Regions from separate parts of the Mus musculus genome. Here region 2 is linked to region 1. Evidence: chromatin contacts called from public Hi-C data. All regions are on one chromosome and are shown on one strand. The core of a region is the stretch at or near the end of the contact, and the rest is flanking DNA. Distances in the headings are between cores, read along the strand shown. Region 1 overlaps Chl1 (cell adhesion molecule L1-like). Region 2 overlaps Chl1 (cell adhesion molecule L1-like).

The links. A called contact is a pair of places that touch in the nucleus more often than the background predicts.
Region 2: a Hi-C map of cerebellar granule neurons shows a contact between it and region 1, with 3 times the contacts expected there. The contact joins two enhancer-like sites. A contact is called at or near these places in 1 of 15 datasets of contacts at CTCF or cohesin (large pre-B cells) and 11 of 484 Hi-C or Micro-C datasets (the 63-12 cell line, brain, cerebellar granule neurons and 6 more).

The regions. Positions count from the first base shown.
Region 1 is chr6:103,557,418-103,560,548 of GRCm38.p6, reverse strand. It overlaps Chl1 (cell adhesion molecule L1-like), which reads right to left. Exons shown (of 27, transcript NM_007697.2): 2 at 434-503. Among named protein-coding and RNA genes, the nearest start is that of Gm24784, 30 kb to the left of the region's middle. Within about 2 kb of position 1,543, at least 49 of the 459 cell types and tissues checked have an H3K27ac peak or open chromatin away from gene starts, as enhancers often do. A contact at or near this core is called in cerebellar granule neurons, cerebellum and cortical neurons, where this site is marked.
Region 2 is chr6:103,673,037-103,676,052 of GRCm38.p6, reverse strand. It overlaps Chl1 (cell adhesion molecule L1-like), which reads right to left. Exons shown (of 27, transcript NM_007697.2): 9 at 896-1,080. Among named protein-coding and RNA genes, the nearest start is that of Gm52915, 17 kb to the left of the region's middle. Within about 2 kb of position 1,527, at least 35 of the 459 cell types and tissues checked have an H3K27ac peak or open chromatin away from gene starts, as enhancers often do. A contact at or near this core is called in cerebellar granule neurons, cerebellum and cortical neurons, where this site is marked.

The DNA of each region.
Region 1 (3,131 bases), core at 294-2,793:
AAAATGACATCTAGATAAATATGGTTAAGATGTAATTTTCAAATATGCCAAGAGGTCAGTGAACAAGAAAAATAACTTCAAGGGAAGAGTTTTACTCTTAAAAAAATGATAACATTTTAATGTAACACACACGCATACATTCATGCAAAGTCACACACATAGGCATAAACACACACAGCTGAATATGCATACACGCACATACATACACTTAGATACATATATATATACTCTCTTATACACACACACACACACACACACACACACACACACTATTATAAACCTGATAATGCCCTTAAGAATACTGAATATCCAATTTCTGTGACATTTTCTTATCCCTTGTAACTTCCTCTGTCTACACCTGTGTAGTTTTGTAATTTGATGATTAAACACAGTACAAATGCATAAAGAAACTGATTAAGGCAAATACTCTTACCAGGAATTTTTGATCCACGGTGGTCTGCCTGGATTATCAAGGTAGAATCATTGCCTGCAGTCTATAACACCTAGAGATTGACCAAAATAGCAGTTTGAGAGATAATTTCCTGGTATAGAGAAACTTTTAAGTTAACTTTTTTCATTATTTTATCAAACATACTAATTTGACTCTTCCTCCCAATTTGCATGAAAAACAATCCACGGTGTAAAAACTCACTAGCATTGCTCTGATGCTTGAAATTCTGGGACTATATCTCAGAACATCAGAAGTCAAAAGGGCAGACATGAAACAGTCATGTAATCACACTTCACACAGTAAGCATTATGGAAGTACCTGCCCTCACAGATTACGGTATTCTGGAACAAACCACAATTTGTCAGACTTCATCCCTGCCTGTCCTCTACAAACTGTTGTGCATGAGAGCCAATTGGTCTGAGGCTGTGACCAATGCCTCTAAATGACACAATGCCAGTAAAATGAGGAGAGTTCTATTAAAAAGCACTCCAAAAACAGACATCCATCAAATTAGAGACAACATGGCCTTCAATTCAAAAGGCCATTTCCTACCCACAGCAGTTCATGCCAAGCTCCCATCTTGTAACAAATCAACGGGAAATGAAGGATGTATTTCAATCAATATACAAAGCCTTTCCTTGTTAATTCCCAGACCGTTTGAGGCTTGGCACTAAGACTATAGGAGAGCATCCATAGGCCTGTTTTCTAATTCAGGCCCATGAATACACCTTTGATGACCTTAGTTTTTCTCTCAGGCACCAAACAGTAAATGTAAGAAGCTAACTAGATTATATATATATCTGTTATCAAAACTCTAATAAGCATCACTCACACTGGCTAAATAGCATCTAGTAACCCGAAAGCAATCTGGCTGAAGTTGCTAATTAAGGAGATTTATAAAAGTGTAACTTCTTTGGCACTAAAGGAAAGTAAAGATGGTTTTAAATATATATCGGCAAGTAACCTTCCTCTCTTGCAGCATTTGCAGGCAATCACATTGGCCTGAATCCAAAAGCTGTTGCCAAGAAGCTCTAAACAGATTGCGATGCCTCCGGAGAGAAGCTCACACCAGTACACTGGGAAGAAAAATTCCATGCTAGCAAGTAAAAGAAAGTCCCTACTGCTGAGCAATTGAGCAAGGGACACACTGCACAGACTGTGCCCTTTACACCTTTGTTTAGTAATTTCCTTTCAATCCCATTAGGCCCGTTTCTGAAGCCATTGTTTTTTGCTTGATTATAGCAAATAGAATCGCTTATGGGAAACTAACAATGCACAAAACAGCACTTTATGTGGCTCCCAACCAGTCTGTGAGTGGTACACACACCACTAGAGCACACTGGGATTTATTGGCTTCTGGAGGCAAACCAACAATGTTTACTTAACTAGGGAAATACACAGACTGAAGTCATTCTGTGCTGTTCAGTATCCTAAGGGTTACAAATAATCTTTCAGTGGGGAGAATTCCTGCAGTGTTGGCACGGATTGATTTTGAGTGAGGCTTTCTGATTCACCTGTTTCCTATTCAAGGCTGAAGCTAAATAATCTTAGATTCAATATGCTTTTATAATTCAAGTGATAAGGATGCTGTATAGTCAGTGTATTACACAGTTGGGGTCCAACTTCTACTGTTCAAATATTCTGTCATTGTGAGACCCTGCAAAAACCATTCATGTCATATAATCAGCATTACATGGGTCCTAACAGGTCTCCATTTCTCACCACTGTCAAGAACACGCATGACAATAGAGATCAGATTCTGTGATGACATTCTTACTTGGATTTTTGAAGAGTTATTTGGCATCAAGTGGGGAGTCTCTTGCTACTGTAGCTGCTGATCAGACTTATTTGTATGCTCACAGAGGCTGCCTTAGCCTGCTGAGCTCTCGTCTGCTTCATTCAACTTTGGTGAGAAAGATCCTCACTAATCATGTGTAATCTAATCTCTCTCTCTCTCCCTCTCTCTCTCTGCATGTGTGTGTGTGTGTGTGTGTGTGTGTGTGTGTGTGTGTGTGTGTGTGTATAGGATGTATGTGGTCCAACAGTGTCCTAATGCAGATAGACACACACGTAGATGATACCATTATAATCTAATAAAATACCTTTCCAAGTTTGCTGTTATTCCATTTAATTGAATATGTGATCTTTTAAACTAATTTAGTCTAGAAATCCTTACCCTCTACCCTACTCCTGTTGTTACTCGGTACTAATGTCTTATCACTTCATTACTATTGAAAAAAAAACAGTTTTATTTCAAACATCCCTAAGACTTTTCTACTTAGGAGATATAAATAATTGTAAGAACAAAAACTAAGAAGGAGCATTGAAAGGGATACTGAAGACTGACTGATAAGCTAGAAGTATAAGACAATTTGATCATTTAGTTGCTTCTTTACATAATAAGAAACTATAATTCAGGCACTACAATCTAGTTAAATTTCAATCTACAAAAAAGAAAATACAACAAATGAGAAATTATACTGGAGAGGGAAAAAGGACTATCTTGAGAACAAAGGGAGTAAGAAGTAAATGTGATGTGTCTCTTTGGAACTAACATGTCTATTCCAAGAAAATGCAGAAACTCTGAATTAGTTCATCTCTGGCCCAGACAACCTCTTGCAAGGAGAGGCTGTCTCGCATCTGCACATAGTATTTTTCACACAATGCAGTAAGCAACCCC
Region 2 (3,016 bases), core at 278-2,777, 120 kb before region 1:
TAATGCCATCATCACCAAATTAATTCCTTTCTTTCTTTCTTTCTTTCTTTCTTTCTTTCTTCCTTCCTTCCTTCCTTTCTTCCTTCCTTTCTTCTTTCTTTCCTTTTCCTTCCTTCCTTCCTTCCTTCCTTCCTTCCTTCCTTCTTTCTTTTCTTTCCTTTCTTTCTTTCTTTCTTTCTTTCTTTCTTTTTTACATTCCTTATTAGACATTTTCTTTATTTACATTTCAAATGTTATCCCCTTTCATAAAAAAAAATGGCAGAAAATCTCAGTTGATCAAAAGAGTTCAGTTTTTATGGTTAGAAGATGAAAGTAATATATTTGGTACTATTTGATAAAAAGTATTAGTATTTGCACCATGTGGTCTCTTCATACATACTCTAAGTGATGTATTGAGTACCAGGGTACAGAACAAAAAAAAGGCTCGAATGAGGAAAAATGTAAGACGATTCATCTGACTGTGATCACAGACACAGAAACTGAGTGGCAAGATTAGCAAGCACTCCCCACCTCCTTCCAGGGTCCTTGCAGTAATGTTTGATTTCACAAACATGACCTTATTTATGAGCATCATGTGTGCATTATAATAAAAACCATTTCATGCAATAAAACCTTACAGGAGGCTAGGTTTAATGACATTTTAAACTGGCCATGGAGGTGGTGTATGTTTAGAGACTAAGCTGTCTTCTTGACATTTATGCCTTCCATATGGTTTGGGGTGATAAATTACAAGACTGATTAATTAAGTGTAGTGTTACTCAGTGCCCACATTACAACTAAAATTGCAAGCTAATGATCAGCTTTAACACCTGCATTGTTGAAGCAAAGGTCTGTGATGGCATGCACTTGTTTTTTTACTCCGAAGTAGAAACATAAATCCTCATGGAAGGCGTACCTTCTACTGTGACGTGAAAATCATGACTGGCTTTCCCCAACAAATTGTTGGCTGTACAGCGATAATTTCCTCTATCCTGGTAGGAGATGTTTTCTATCTTCAATGTCTTTTCATGAACTTCAATTGTTGCTCTTCCCTCTGGTAATTCACTACCTGGTTTGCTCCACTGGATATGTGGAGTTGGTCTGCAAGAAATATAATTAATGAATAGATAAGTAAATGTCAATTATAAGTAATATCTCATGGTGTACCTATTATCATGCTGAGTTTACATATGCAGGAAGTTTTATCAGCCTTACCAATGGACACATATCAAGTTTGAATAAGCGTGTTTCATCATAAGCTCTTTTAATGGTCTACTCCCTAGGAATCTTTTCCGTTCTGGAAGGAGGCTAAGTCTACGTGAGGGCTGAATCAATGAAGCTGTATGCAAAATGGATAACTGAAGTCCAGAGAAATAATATCACAAGGTATTTGTCAGGTGTGAAATTCTCCCCGTGGTGGTCAGAGAGCAACAGCTCCTTTCCCTGTGCGACTTCCCACACCATGGCACTGCAGCCAGCAGAGGCAGGCAACAATTTCCCCTTGAATCCTAATGAAGCCAATTTTGGCTAGAGTGGCTGAGGAGTGGAGCCAAGTGCGTGGGCTGGGTGGAGGAGCAGCTCTTTCACTTTAGGACAGCTTGGAGTGCCCAGCACAGACCTTGATTTCCTGCTCTGCGGAAAGAGGGAAGGAGACAAGAACCCGGAATCTCCCTAATTCCGGAGCATTTGGGAGATTGCTTCACAAGATCAAAACAAACAAAAGCAATACAAAAGGCAAGGATTACCTTACCACGTGCCTCACAATGAAGGGAAACAGAATCTAGGGCCAACATGTGAGGAAAACCCCCTTCTCATAAAAATGAGAGTGGAAAAGTGACATCCAATGAAAACTGTGACTTCATCGTGTTGCTGATAAGCAACTCTAAGTGGCAGACAACTTATTTTTTCTCCTCCTACAGGATTGGAAAGCACATAATTCTGATATTTACCATATTTCTGGTTTCTAGTCACTACACTGAGAACAATCTCAGGGTGACATGGATTACTGTTATCATTTAATCACTATCAAACCCAATGCTCCCAGAAGGTAAATAAGACTTATCAGATTCAAATTTACATTGTTTTCTTAGTGGGTTCCATAAGAGTCCATCCTTCCTAACGGTATAGTCTTATGCTTGTGGTCAAACTTGCCATTGGTCAGGAAGTATATAATAATTTTTCAAAATGTATTATTATTATATGTTCATGAGTGTTTTGCCTGCATGTATGTACATGCACTACATGCGTGTCTGATGACCTTGGGGCCAGGAGAAGGCATTGGGCGCCCTAGAACTGGAGTTCCAGATGGTAATGAACCACCATGTGGGTACTGGGAATCAAGTCAGGTCATCAACAAGTGATCTTAACCACTGAGCTATCTTATCTGCCCAGCCCCAAGAATTAAATCAATGTCTCAAATTTTTTATTTCAGTTATTTCAAATTACTTGCTCACACTGATAATGAATAAAATAGCTCAGTTATTAGGAAACAATGACATTGGAGGTAAATATAAAGTTCTTTCTTACAAACATTTGCTATTTTTCGGTCAAAGCCAAAGTGGTTAACCTCACAGTTTTCTAACAATCTCCTTTTTGACCAAGCCCAGCACCCGTGCTCAGCAGATATCCTTCGGAAATGGTCACTGCAGTCAGACAGACACATATGGGAGTATATTGATTATCAGTTGAATTCTACAGAGCATGCCACCAAGCAGTGGTGGGATTCTGAATCTCCTACCTGCTTGCCTTTTATACCATCTGTCAAAATGGCCATCTGCCAAGTGACAGGTTGCCCTGGGCCTCTGTTCCTCTCACACAGATTTTCATGAGTCTGTGCTTTAGCAATGCAAGCACCTCAGTTTCCTGAATTTCTTCTTTTATTTCTGTTCTTGAAAAAAATCATTTGTCTATCTCCTCACTTCTTATAAACAAATTAAATTATTTAAATCCGGTGAACATGACATCACAGGTAGGGACAATTTATTCAGCTAGGTTAACAGCTCTTCTATCCTGGACAGCTCTGTTTTGTTTGATTCTG